2 separate regions of the Rattus norvegicus genome follow, and region 2 is linked to region 1. A link is a contact called in public Hi-C data. All regions are on one chromosome and are shown on one strand. Each heading gives the region's core, a stretch centred on a gene start, on an enhancer-like site or on the middle of the called end of the contact. The rest is flanking DNA. Distances are from core to core; before and after follow the strand shown.

Region 1 (5,385 bases), core at 2,053-4,552:
CCTTTTATATGGTTGTTCCCCTCCCCATCCTCTCCCCATTACCTCCCTCCCCGCAACAATCACATTCACTGGGGGTTCAGTCTTAGCAGGACCAAGGGCTTCCCCTTCCAGTGGTGCCCTTACTAGGCTATTCATTGCTAACTATGCAGTTGGAGTCCAGGGTCAGTCCATGTATAGTCTTTGGGTAGTGGCTTAGTCCCTGGAAGCTCTGGTTGGTTGGCATTGTTGTTCATATGGGGTTTCAAGCCCCTTCAAGCTCTTTCAGTCCTTTCTCTAATTTCTTCGGCGGGGGTCCCGTTCTCAGTTGAGTGGTTTGCTGCTGGCATTGGCCTATGTATTTGCCATATTCTGGCTGTGTCTCTCAGGAGAGATCTACATCCAGTTCCTGTCAGCCTGCACTTCTTTGCTTCATCCATCTTATCTAGTTTGGTGGTTGTATATGTATGGGCCACATGTGGGGCAGGCTATGAATGGGCGCCATTTACTTTTTCTAGTAAATGAGGTTCACCGTCCCAGGGGATTTTTGTAAGCATCAAATGAAGAAACATATAAAAGCAACTCTCTGGCTCCTGGATCCACTAACATTGGTGTTTTCTCCGTTCACTCTCATTGGAATTCTATGCACTGGAAGGCTTAGCTTAAGCAACAGAAGATCAGAAGTTTTCTGTCATCCAAGACCTTACTTCGTTTTGTTTTGTTTTGTTTTGTTTTTTTTCCCTGGGAGTTCAGATCTAGTTGAATAATCAGGATTCTTCAGTTATTTTTGAGAATGCCACTGAAACAATAAAATGAATTGAAGTAGTTGTTACCCAACTAAATGAAAAGAATTAAGTAAAATAATGTCCAGATACTCTTTATGTGGAGAAAGAATTTATCCTGGCTAAATCTCGGTTTGGCTTTTGTGCTTACTCTTAGGGAACTGTGATAAAGACAGACAGAATTTGCTACATGTCCCAGTACCCTTCCCATAGCTTCCCCTTATAAATGTGTTTGAGATGTTGCCAATGAGCAGCTCGTGTGCTGACCAGTGGAGAAAAGTCAGGTTTACTCTAGGATGCTGTTGAATTCAATATTTTTCAAAGTTTTATATTAGGAACATAGTCTTAATTTGGTTCAGGGCCATTAAAAGCTACTTTTGCTAACAGCTCCCTCTTTTATTTGTTTCCCCTTGGTAGACGAGTTGGGTTTTATGTCAATACTTTCAAAAACGTCTCTAGCCTTGAGGCCAAGTTTCACAAGGAAATCGCAGTGGTGAGTAATGGTGACTGTTGCTCTTATGGAAAGTAATGCAAAGGGCATTGCATAGAATTGCCAACTAGCCTTACCCTTACACGGATGTTGTAGCGATACTGTGTTACTACTCTCTGAACTATTTGCACTGGTTTTGAAGATTTTATTACAGCCCCACTATTTTATTTCCTCCTCTGTTAGCTGAAAAGTTGGAATTTTAAATGATGTTCTAAATTAGTATATATATAAACCTGGTCTCAAATTATTTAGATAAGCAGCAGTAATGGTGTTCTCTATTACCTTAGTTCACCAGGACAGTCATAGGACTATTTGTTAATAGATTTAAGATAATCACCTTATCATTTCTGCTTCATGTCCTATTGAATACATGTCTGATTGATCCAGCAAGTAGCACATTCTTTTCACTGTATAAAGTTATTTCAACTTAGGTGTAGATTTTAAATGTGGTATGTGGAATTTCAAGACCAATCTAATTCCCAGAAGAGTTGTAGCTTCTCACTAAACAAGTTCATTCATGGGGAGGAAAACATGGGTGGCCACCAGAATATCCTGTGTTTAACAGGCTTCTGTCTTCTTAGCTTTGCCACAAGCTTTATGAAGTGATGACGAAACTTGGTGATCAGCACGCTGACAAGGCCTTCAGCATTCAAGGAGCTCCCAGGTACGCCACTGGTCCTCTGAGCTGCATGTGCAAGTGATATCCTATGTATTGAACGTTCTAGAGCCTGGAGACCACATTGTACTATTCTAGTCACCTTATAAAAATCTAAAAGGAGCCCTTCCACCTAGACAGTGATCCCAAACTTGGGTTTTTGGCTCTTACATTTACTTCTTGCCTTCATTCACATCAAGATGCTACTGGTCACAGCAGAAGTGAGTAGCTGCTTCTGATGAACATGGAACCAGAGAGCAACAGTTGGGATAGTCATCATTTCTCCTTGTTACTTCATCTGCAATAGAGAAAACCCCTCCAGCTTTGTGCTCATTGTTCACTACTAAAGAAAGGAAAAGAGTGGAAGAGATCTCGCCGCCCACCCTCTCTCTACCTCTGCTTTGCCATTTGCCCTGCAACATGGCTTTGTTAGTGTTCCATGGCATGTTGTTATGAATGGGCCAGTCAGAGACTGAGGGCCCAGTGGCACAGCTGAGCTGTATACCTTGGTTTGACTGCATGCTTACTTTCTCCAATGATTTTATCTTACCTAACAAACCTTGAGCAGTCAGAAGCCCCAGGTTTCAGTTACATACCTTTAAGGTCAATTTGCTTTGTTTTTCTTATTCAAGTCCAATAACCTTTGGAATTAAAGAACCCGTTTAAATATCTATAGAAAAAGTAGGGTCCAATGGAATAAAATTATTCCTAAGGTGATGGTCAGTTCTGAGACTCTATACTTGTAGTTTTTAATGCCAATCATTATAAACACTTATAGGAATGTATGTACAGACTCATCCATTGACATATGCAGTTTCCAACCTTTCTCCATGTTAGCGTCTGATGATGACTGTTTTGATCATGGACTTCTCTTTAGAGTACCTACCTATAACTACAGCCTCTGCTATAGCTGCCAGGGAAGCCAGAGTGTCTTTTCTCTCCAGGGGAAAGGTGTGACCTAAAGTAATCTAAGAAAAGAAGAGAATTAAGGCTCCAACATTGTTTTTTTACATTGTTGAGCTAAGAATAAGAGAATAATAAGAATATTCAAATTACCTTTTGGATGTTATGAAACTAAGGCATGTTAAGAGTGGCTTGACATGGAAATGAAGTCAACAGAAGCATTTGCAAATAACAGTTTCATTATCAGTTAAAGCAAGAAGTCGGGTTACAGCCACTTGACAAGTGTCTCTTATTTTTATTCCTTTTCAAAAACATTCTCTGCAGAGCGAGGTGGTGAGTTAGCTCTGAAGGCAGTCTTTAGAATAGAGTATAGATTGGGCTGTTTCTAGTCAGAGGTCATGATTGCTGGCTAAGAGCCGCAATCATGTAGAGTGTCTTTAAAAGAATGTGGCTCCCTTAGCTCCTGAATGTGTAGATCATGCTGCTGCGTCTGTACTCTTATTTAGGTCACAGACTCTGCTCCGTCTGCTGTTGTCTTTAGATGTTCTTAGAGAGTAGGATGTGCCATCTGAGTCATCATGTTAAGCTGTTCCCAAGCATCTGGCAAGGTGCCTAGAACATGATGGCTTCTTAGGAAGTTGTAGAATCTCACCTGTCATGTGGTCTGCTGGTGCCCTGAAGGTGTCTGAGTTAGTCATTGTTTCATAAAGTACACAAAGAAGTATTTTGTAACTCTCTAAACATAATTCAAAAGGCACTCCTGAAAAAGATTTATGAACTCTCTCCCAAGTTGCCTTTGAAATTAAAAGTCACAGCTTTCTGGGTAACTATCTATGATTGTGGGGTGACATGACTCTGTTGTAGAGCAGAAGTGAAGCTGGTTTTCTTACTATGCCTTATGTTGGGATGTGGAGCTGATTTGGCATGTGGCGAGAACAAGATTTTATACTAAGATATAAATGCAACTGTCGTAAAGCACTGCAGTTTTTCTTTGTTTTTAACCTATTTACACCTCATTATTTACATATCTAAAACCAAGCATGGTTGACCGTGGTTCACAGGGAGCAATCAATAGTGACAGTTTCCAACATCCATTACTACTTCTAACAGCTAGAAATAACCTGGAAGTGGGGGATGAAATAACAGTGACATTAAGCTTCAGGATTTCTCTTGGGTAAAGAATATTGGGTTTTAAGAATCCTGCTTCTCAGAAGGCTTCTTGCTCAACCCTCTGTGTCTATCCAGTGATTCGGGTCCTCTTCGCATTGCAAAGACACCATCACCCCCAGAGGAGGCTTCACCCCTCCCCAGCCCAACGGCTAGTCCCAACCACACATTAGCACCTGCATCTCCTGCCCCAGTGCGACCCAGATCACCTTCACAGGTATGATGTGTGCATCAGGGCCATGGAAGAATTCATGGGGAAGTGACTTTCTTTGGGATTCTCTTGTTAAGCATTATAAGCATTATAGAAAGTTTCTATGACAAGACTAAGGCATGATACAGTGATATTATTATTGCCATTGTCTGCTTTTTTTATTTGATTTTTGTGTTTCCTCTTATTCTCAGTTTTTTTATTCTTTTGGGTGTTCTAGCCCCATCCCCACCTTCTTGGCCTGGACTATACTCATCTTTACCTTCACTTGTTCCTGGACTCCTGCCATTCAGAGGCTGAAGGAGTCTGTTCAGTGATGGAGTACTTGCTGGGTTGGCCCATGCTCTGAGCAGCTATTAGCTTTGAAAAGGAAAAACCCTATCTACAAAACTCCATTCATTCTACATTCCTCCTGAACTGAATCTTCTTTTCAGTGCTCCATTGGAGTCAATGACCACCTGGAACTGGGGTATTGGGAGACATCTCATCCCCCAAATTGTGTTACACATGAGTGGCCACTCAGTGAAAGCCAAGTAATGACCAGGCAAAATGAACTAAAGAGAAGATCCCACCACTCTTGATTTCCCTGCATTGTGTGAACATAATATTTCTGTAGCTACATTTAACATTCATGGTCCAGTATAAGCTTTATGAATATGGCTGAAGCTGCAACATTGTAAGAAGATAAGTGTAGTAGATTCTAATGTTTAAAATTCCTGAGTGGAAAGAGAAGTGGGAACTGTCTTTTGTTGACCTCATTGACTCATTTGGGGAAAACAAATGAAGAAGAAAACAAAACAAAACAAAACAAAAAACCCATCTGGCTTGATTTTTGTTTTGAAATTCCATTTGTTTTCTTATGAGAGAAATCAATGGTAGATGAGCTGAGAGAAAGAATGGCTTCCGGGTGAGATCATAGGTCTTGCAGTTTGGGGCGTTGCTTAAATTAAGATGTATGGACTCTCATCAAGTGACCTGACTTCTTCCAATTAGACCAGTGCCTGTCAGTGTTTGGAGAGGCACCCAAGGGGACAGCATTCTTGACTTGAATCGAGTAGGCTTACACCTTTGTATAGATTAGTTTCAGTTAGATGTCTGTTTGCATAGCTGTGCTCATCTGACACTTCCTCAAAGGCTACTATGTTTGTATTTAATGCTTCCCAGACAAGGAAAGGGCCTCCTGTCCCACCTCTGCCTAAAGTCA
Region 2 (5,385 bases), core at 1,563-4,062, 280 kb before region 1:
TCAGGACAGATAATAGCTGGTACTCTGGATACTGTTGCCTAGCATCCTCATAGCTGTAGTGAAGGTATCCAAAAGTGGGGTGGGGATAAAGGTGGTCAGAGTAGAATTAGGTGAGAAATTGAGAAACTGGGGCCCTGTGGAATTAACCAAATGGACTCTAAGAAATGGCTGGTGCAGAAAGGGGGACTACAGAGGAAATGTCAGCATCCTTGTGGTCCTCAGGGAACTGTGGTATGACTGCAAGGCACAATTTGAAAGGAGAAGATTTTTTCTGTAGACTTGAGTGGACAGTACAGAACCTTCGCTTGGAAGCACTGTGTAGGGATGGTGTCAGTTAAGTATGTGTCAAGTTGAGGCAAAGAACTGAGGCCTAATCTTACTTATGCCCAAAGTCTTTGGAGAGTTGCAGATAATCCTAGGGAAATTACTCAAGAATTATTATTCAAGCAGAATATGCTTGAGGTGTCAAGTCTAAATGCATGGCAGAGTCCTAGGCCATAGTGGCCCCTGTATCTGAGAGTGGGATGCTTAGACCAGTACTTAGAGCCGGGCTTTTGGGGTAAAACCATGCTTCTGTTGCCAAGTCCCCATGCTGCTGATGCCAGCAAAGGCAGCTGGCACATCCCTCACTGTGCTCTTGTCTTGAAGCTCACACACACTGCTGCAGTCTCACTATTCACTCACTTTCTATAGAATTTGCATAGTACTGAGCCAGCTGAAATACAGAGCATTAGATACAAAACAAATGTTTAACATAAAAATGGTACTCAAAAATAGCTGGTAAACCAGTATCTTCTTAATTATAAATGTATTGAGAGCTTTACTGAGACCCAAAATTTTTTGATCAATGAGTCTAGAAAGCCATTGTTACCCATCAATCTCTGGGTAGAGAAACTACAACTAAGAGGAAGAGGAAGGGTGGGAGAGGAGAGAGCAGACCCAGGGAAACCACCACACGAGTGCTGCCCTGCCCCACTGGGGCTCGGAGGCCTCGGAGGAAGGTGACAAGAAAATCTGTCTGGCTGTCTGGCTGTCTCTCTCCCTCTCTCTCTCTCTCTCTCTCTCTCTCTCTCTCTCTCTCTCTCTCTCTCTCTCTCTCTGTGTGTGTGTGTGTGTGTGTGTGTGTGTACGTGCGCGCACGCATTGACTATTAATTTTCATTAGTGGCCATTTATTTATCTCCTTGTCTAAGCGACCTAGCAACCTATCAAGTGATTATTTAAAAATATCTCTGGTCTCTGGAGCCTTTTGCTGTTCCCAGAAGGCTTCTGAAGACATACTTTTCTTTCATTGTATTGATCTTTGTTTGTTTCATAAAGCTATAATTTATGTTCTCATTTATAATAAGAGTGCAAGGCCACGAATCCCTCAAATTTGAGGGTGATGTTACAGACCTGTGAATCTCCAGGACTCCTATGGCTGACATAAAGCACGATATGGAGAGCCTTCAGACAAAGGTCCAGGGGCCTCGGTCACAGGCGTGCTGCCATGCACTCTCACTGTCCTTCTCACACAGACTATGCATTGAGGACCTAGGGTTCTTTAAGGGGAGAGGGGCACTGTGACAGCCAGCAGTTAACTGAAAGAGAAGGGAGTAGTTATAGGAAACTTAAATAGCTTTGCCATGTGACCATTTCATACTTTGTATCATGACAGCTCTGAAAGGGAACAGGATTGAGCATGTTCACTCCCTCAGATACTGAGGAAGTTAGGGAAATGGAAATCAGCACTTTGTCACTAACCACCTTCTCTGACAGACATTTTCGATCCATAATGGGTCTATAGTTAGCATTAGCCCCATTGCTTGGAGTAGAAGGGTGAAGTTCCAGAAAGTTAATGACATATTCATATAGGAAGATACTGAACCAGTTATTTTTTATCGGATATTTTTTATTTACATTTCAAATGTTATCCTCTTTCCCAGTTTCCCATCCATAAACCCCTGAACTAGTTTTAAACTCAGGCCCTCAGAGGAAATGCCATTTTCATCCAGAACTGTATCAGCTCTGACGCATAATCCTAAAAGTTCTGCCAAGAGGACTACTTCCTTGCTTTTCCCTTATGGTTACACCTCTGGAGAAAGGCAGCCAGCCAGTCTGAACTTGTTCCTAAAGAGGCAGGAGGAGCAGGGACTCCGCCCTCCACTGCACCTCTGAGTCCCTGTTGTAAGCAGAGGCCTGAGCCTGTGCAGGTCAACAAGTGATGTGGGGAAAGTTCTCTTCCCCACAGGGCACTCAGTCCTTTCCAGGTCTGCAAAGATATTTTCCTGTACTAAACAGTTGCTCTAGCTCCCCCATAGTTTCCTACTTAAAATTGAAAACATAAGTCAACTTACAGAAATCAACAACTTTCTTGTTGGTCTTTTTTTGTAGGGGGTGAAAATTTATTTTTTACTTTTATTATTTAACCTCTGTATTTTTCCTGAGATTGTTTTTAAACTCTCAAATTCCTAAAATAAGCTTTTAAAACCAAATGGATTTTTTTCTTTACAAATTATTTCAGTTGGATCTTATCATCACATTTAAGTGGTGCAGGCGCCCTGTGCCAACCCGTTGCTTCCTTGATCCATTTAGTTGTTAAATACTTTGTGCTGTTAGGAATTAAATACAGTTATGATAGTTAGGTTTTTGCAAACTGAAAAGCAAGCCTTTGAGTTTAGCTTTCTCATTCTTTTCCTACCTGGGCTTAGTCATCTTTGGTAATCATCAGACAAGAGCAAAGAAAACTGCCCAAGCAGAATTGAAGCCCCGCAACACCAGTGGCCATAGCCAGGCTGCAAGTGAGGAAACCGTGGGCTGGGAAGCTAGGTGCTGGCAGCCAGTTGCATTTGAAGGACAAGCAATGCAAAGTGAATAAGGCAAGGCCAGCAAAACCCCAGTACTGAGAGTCTTTTCAAATAAAAACTGCAGTAACTTGACAGTTTTTCTAGCACAGCCCCCACAGCAGCTGTTTCTATGGAACCATAATGATTTCTCTGATATGTGGTTCTTTATTGCTTTGTGAAATATATGTGAGACTAGAATTTTCCATTTACTTGGGATTATTATCCATGGTGATGTGCTATAGAGGAATCAGGAAGAAAATACAGAGGAAATTTAAGTCTCTTGTCAGTTGTCAATGCCATAACTCATTCACCTTTCCCATAAAATGTGCACCATTGATTGTAGTTGTAGCTCGTTTCTTTAAACAAAGGACAATGGGAAAGTGGAGAAGGAACAAGGGTGGTTGAAAGGATGAAGGAAGAAGTTAGTCTTTAAATGTGGATAGTCTGGGGAGAGTAGAAGGACCTTCCATGAGGAAGAAGAATTTCTAAAAAGGTAATATTGTTCCTTCTGAGCAATGTCAATCAATATTTTTGAGATAGAAGTGGTGTTATGAGGTTGAGGGAAGGAGTTTATCTTGGACAGAATTCTTATACCAGAAGTGTTGATAAGCTGGATCGATAATGAGGCAATTCTTATTGGCCAGATGGTGAGATCTCATGGACACAAAGATGTCTCAGTGAGCTCATAAGCCTGTCCCTTTAATGCACTCATTACTCTGAAAGGCCAGACCCCACAGCCTGCGAACTGCCTTTGGTGTCCCAAAGCTACTGTACTGTGCTTTTACAGCCCCTAATCTGCTGTTCTGTCTTGGTACCTGACTCTTCATGTCCCTGTCACGGCAGCCAGTCCAGACCAAATCATATAGTGAAGAACTTCTACCACCTCCCTAAAGGAAACAAGAGTCTGACATTTTCCTTTGTTTGGGGATTTTTCATGGTTCTCCCCAATCCCATCCCATGACTAAAGGGAAGCCACTCCTCCCCCTTGATCTTCAACTCATGTTGTTGTCCCTGATAGAATGAAGTGACCCATTCTCATACTCTTCCGATCATAGCTCCTGTGGTCACAGTGCTCTTTTCCTAAATGAAGTCCATCTCTGTGTCTGTTCCATACATGAACCATGTACCTCATCTCTTTCTCCTATTTAACAGTTGAAACTGATTTTTGTTTCTGAAAGTGATGTTAGAGGGAAACTAGCCCTGAAAAGAGACTGACACACTGAAGTACTGAAGTCTCATGGCACTAGCTCCTGCTTGCCTGAGACTAATGCCGAAGCTGAGTCAAAGGCTGTCGTCAAGGGACTCGCTCTCCCCTTCTCATTACTGCCTCCTAAGTCTTGTCAGTTTCCTTTTCCTCTTTTTTTCTTTTTTTGGTGTAGAGCCTTGGATTTTGATCAAATTAGGCAAAAAGTATCACCATACTTTTCCTTCTCATTGGTTCTTGACTCTGGACAACTGACAATGTTTCTAGCACATACTGTCTGTGAGCTGGTAGGTTGTACCTGCTTAGAAAGCACGTTGTCTTAGGTTGTTCTATTTTCTTTGCAACCTGTGGCCCGTGTTTGTTCCACAGGCTGTGCCCTCAATCTGTCACTGCCCAGGCATTGTGTCCTGGACAGTGTCCCAGTGCTTCCAGAGCCCACACCAGAGGAGCTGAACTGAGCTAATTACTTTATGTTGGAGGCTAGCAGCCTCATGGATTAAATGACCGATTTCTGAAAGTCGTCAGCATCGATATTTTATAGACAGCTTTCTTGGAAGATTGTTTTTCCCCTTCTTTCTCTGTACTGTAATGACTTCTGATAAAAAAACCTTAACATCTTTTTTAAAGAAAACAAAAATAAAGTTACATTTTTAGTAGAACCTGACAGGGCAGTAAAATTTAAGCACATCTATAAACCTAGCATTTGTGGGGGTTGGGCCAGGAGGATCTCTCTCTGTAGAGTAAGACACATTTTCATAAAAAGGATGAAAATGGGGGAGATCCCCTCCAAAAGTAGTATCAAAGTAGATGTAAGAAGATTAAAATCAGGGGTTGGGGATTTAGCTCAGTGGTAGAGTGCTTGCCTACCAAGCGCAAGACCCTGGGTTTGGTCCCCAGCTCTGAAAAAAAGAAAGAAAAAAAAATTAAAATCAGGAAGCCTTGCTTCTTACAAACACTAAGAGCCATAGATATGGAGCTATAATCATCAGTTTGGGTCCCAAATGTGTCCTGTCATGTAACTAGAGGCAGCCCCTAGCTGGAGTCACCCAGAGCTGACTGGGGGTAGCCTCCAGCTGGAGTCACCCAGAGCTGATATTTTTATTGTTTGCAGGGGAACACAGGTCATTGTGTGTGGTTGCCATGGAGACCCATGGTTGCTTGCACCCATTCCCAGTGATGCCATTTTATACTGTGGAAGAAAATTGCATGTCTAGGTTTTGAACTGAGTCACATCAGTGTGAAGGAAACCAAGGGGCACCCACAAACGTCAGTGACCTACAGTCACAGGTAGTCTCAGGCTTCTCTGCACATTTCTCTTCCGTACCTACTACCTTGCTCATTAGGAACCCAACATTTG

Evidence for each region. A called contact is a pair of places that touch in the nucleus more often than the background predicts.
Region 2: a contact with region 1 is called in a Hi-C map of prefrontal cortex, with 2.8 times the contacts expected there. The contact joins two enhancer-like sites. A contact is called at or near these places in 4 of 12 Hi-C or Micro-C datasets (the A7r5 cell line, Schwann cells, frontal cortex and 1 more) and 1 of 1 datasets of contacts at active chromatin or transcription factors (oligodendrocytes).

The regions. Positions count from the first base shown.
Region 1 is chr17:50,485,263-50,490,647 of GRCr8, reverse strand. It overlaps Amph (amphiphysin), which reads left to right. Exons shown (of 21, transcript NM_022217.2): 8 at 1,176-1,251; 9 at 1,830-1,912; 10 at 4,052-4,190; 11 at 5,346-5,385. Among named protein-coding and RNA genes, the nearest start is that of Amph, 190 kb to the left of the region's middle. Within about 2 kb of position 3,302, at least 28 of the 93 cell types and tissues checked have an H3K27ac peak or open chromatin away from gene starts, as enhancers often do. A contact at or near this core is called in prefrontal cortex, where this site is marked.
Region 2 is chr17:50,763,013-50,768,397 of GRCr8, reverse strand. The region is part of intron 25 of Vps41 (VPS41 subunit of HOPS complex); the gene reads left to right. Among named protein-coding and RNA genes, the nearest start is that of Amph, 87 kb to the right of the region's middle. Within about 2 kb of position 2,812, at least 17 of the 93 cell types and tissues checked have an H3K27ac peak or open chromatin away from gene starts, as enhancers often do. A contact at or near this core is called in prefrontal cortex, where this site is marked.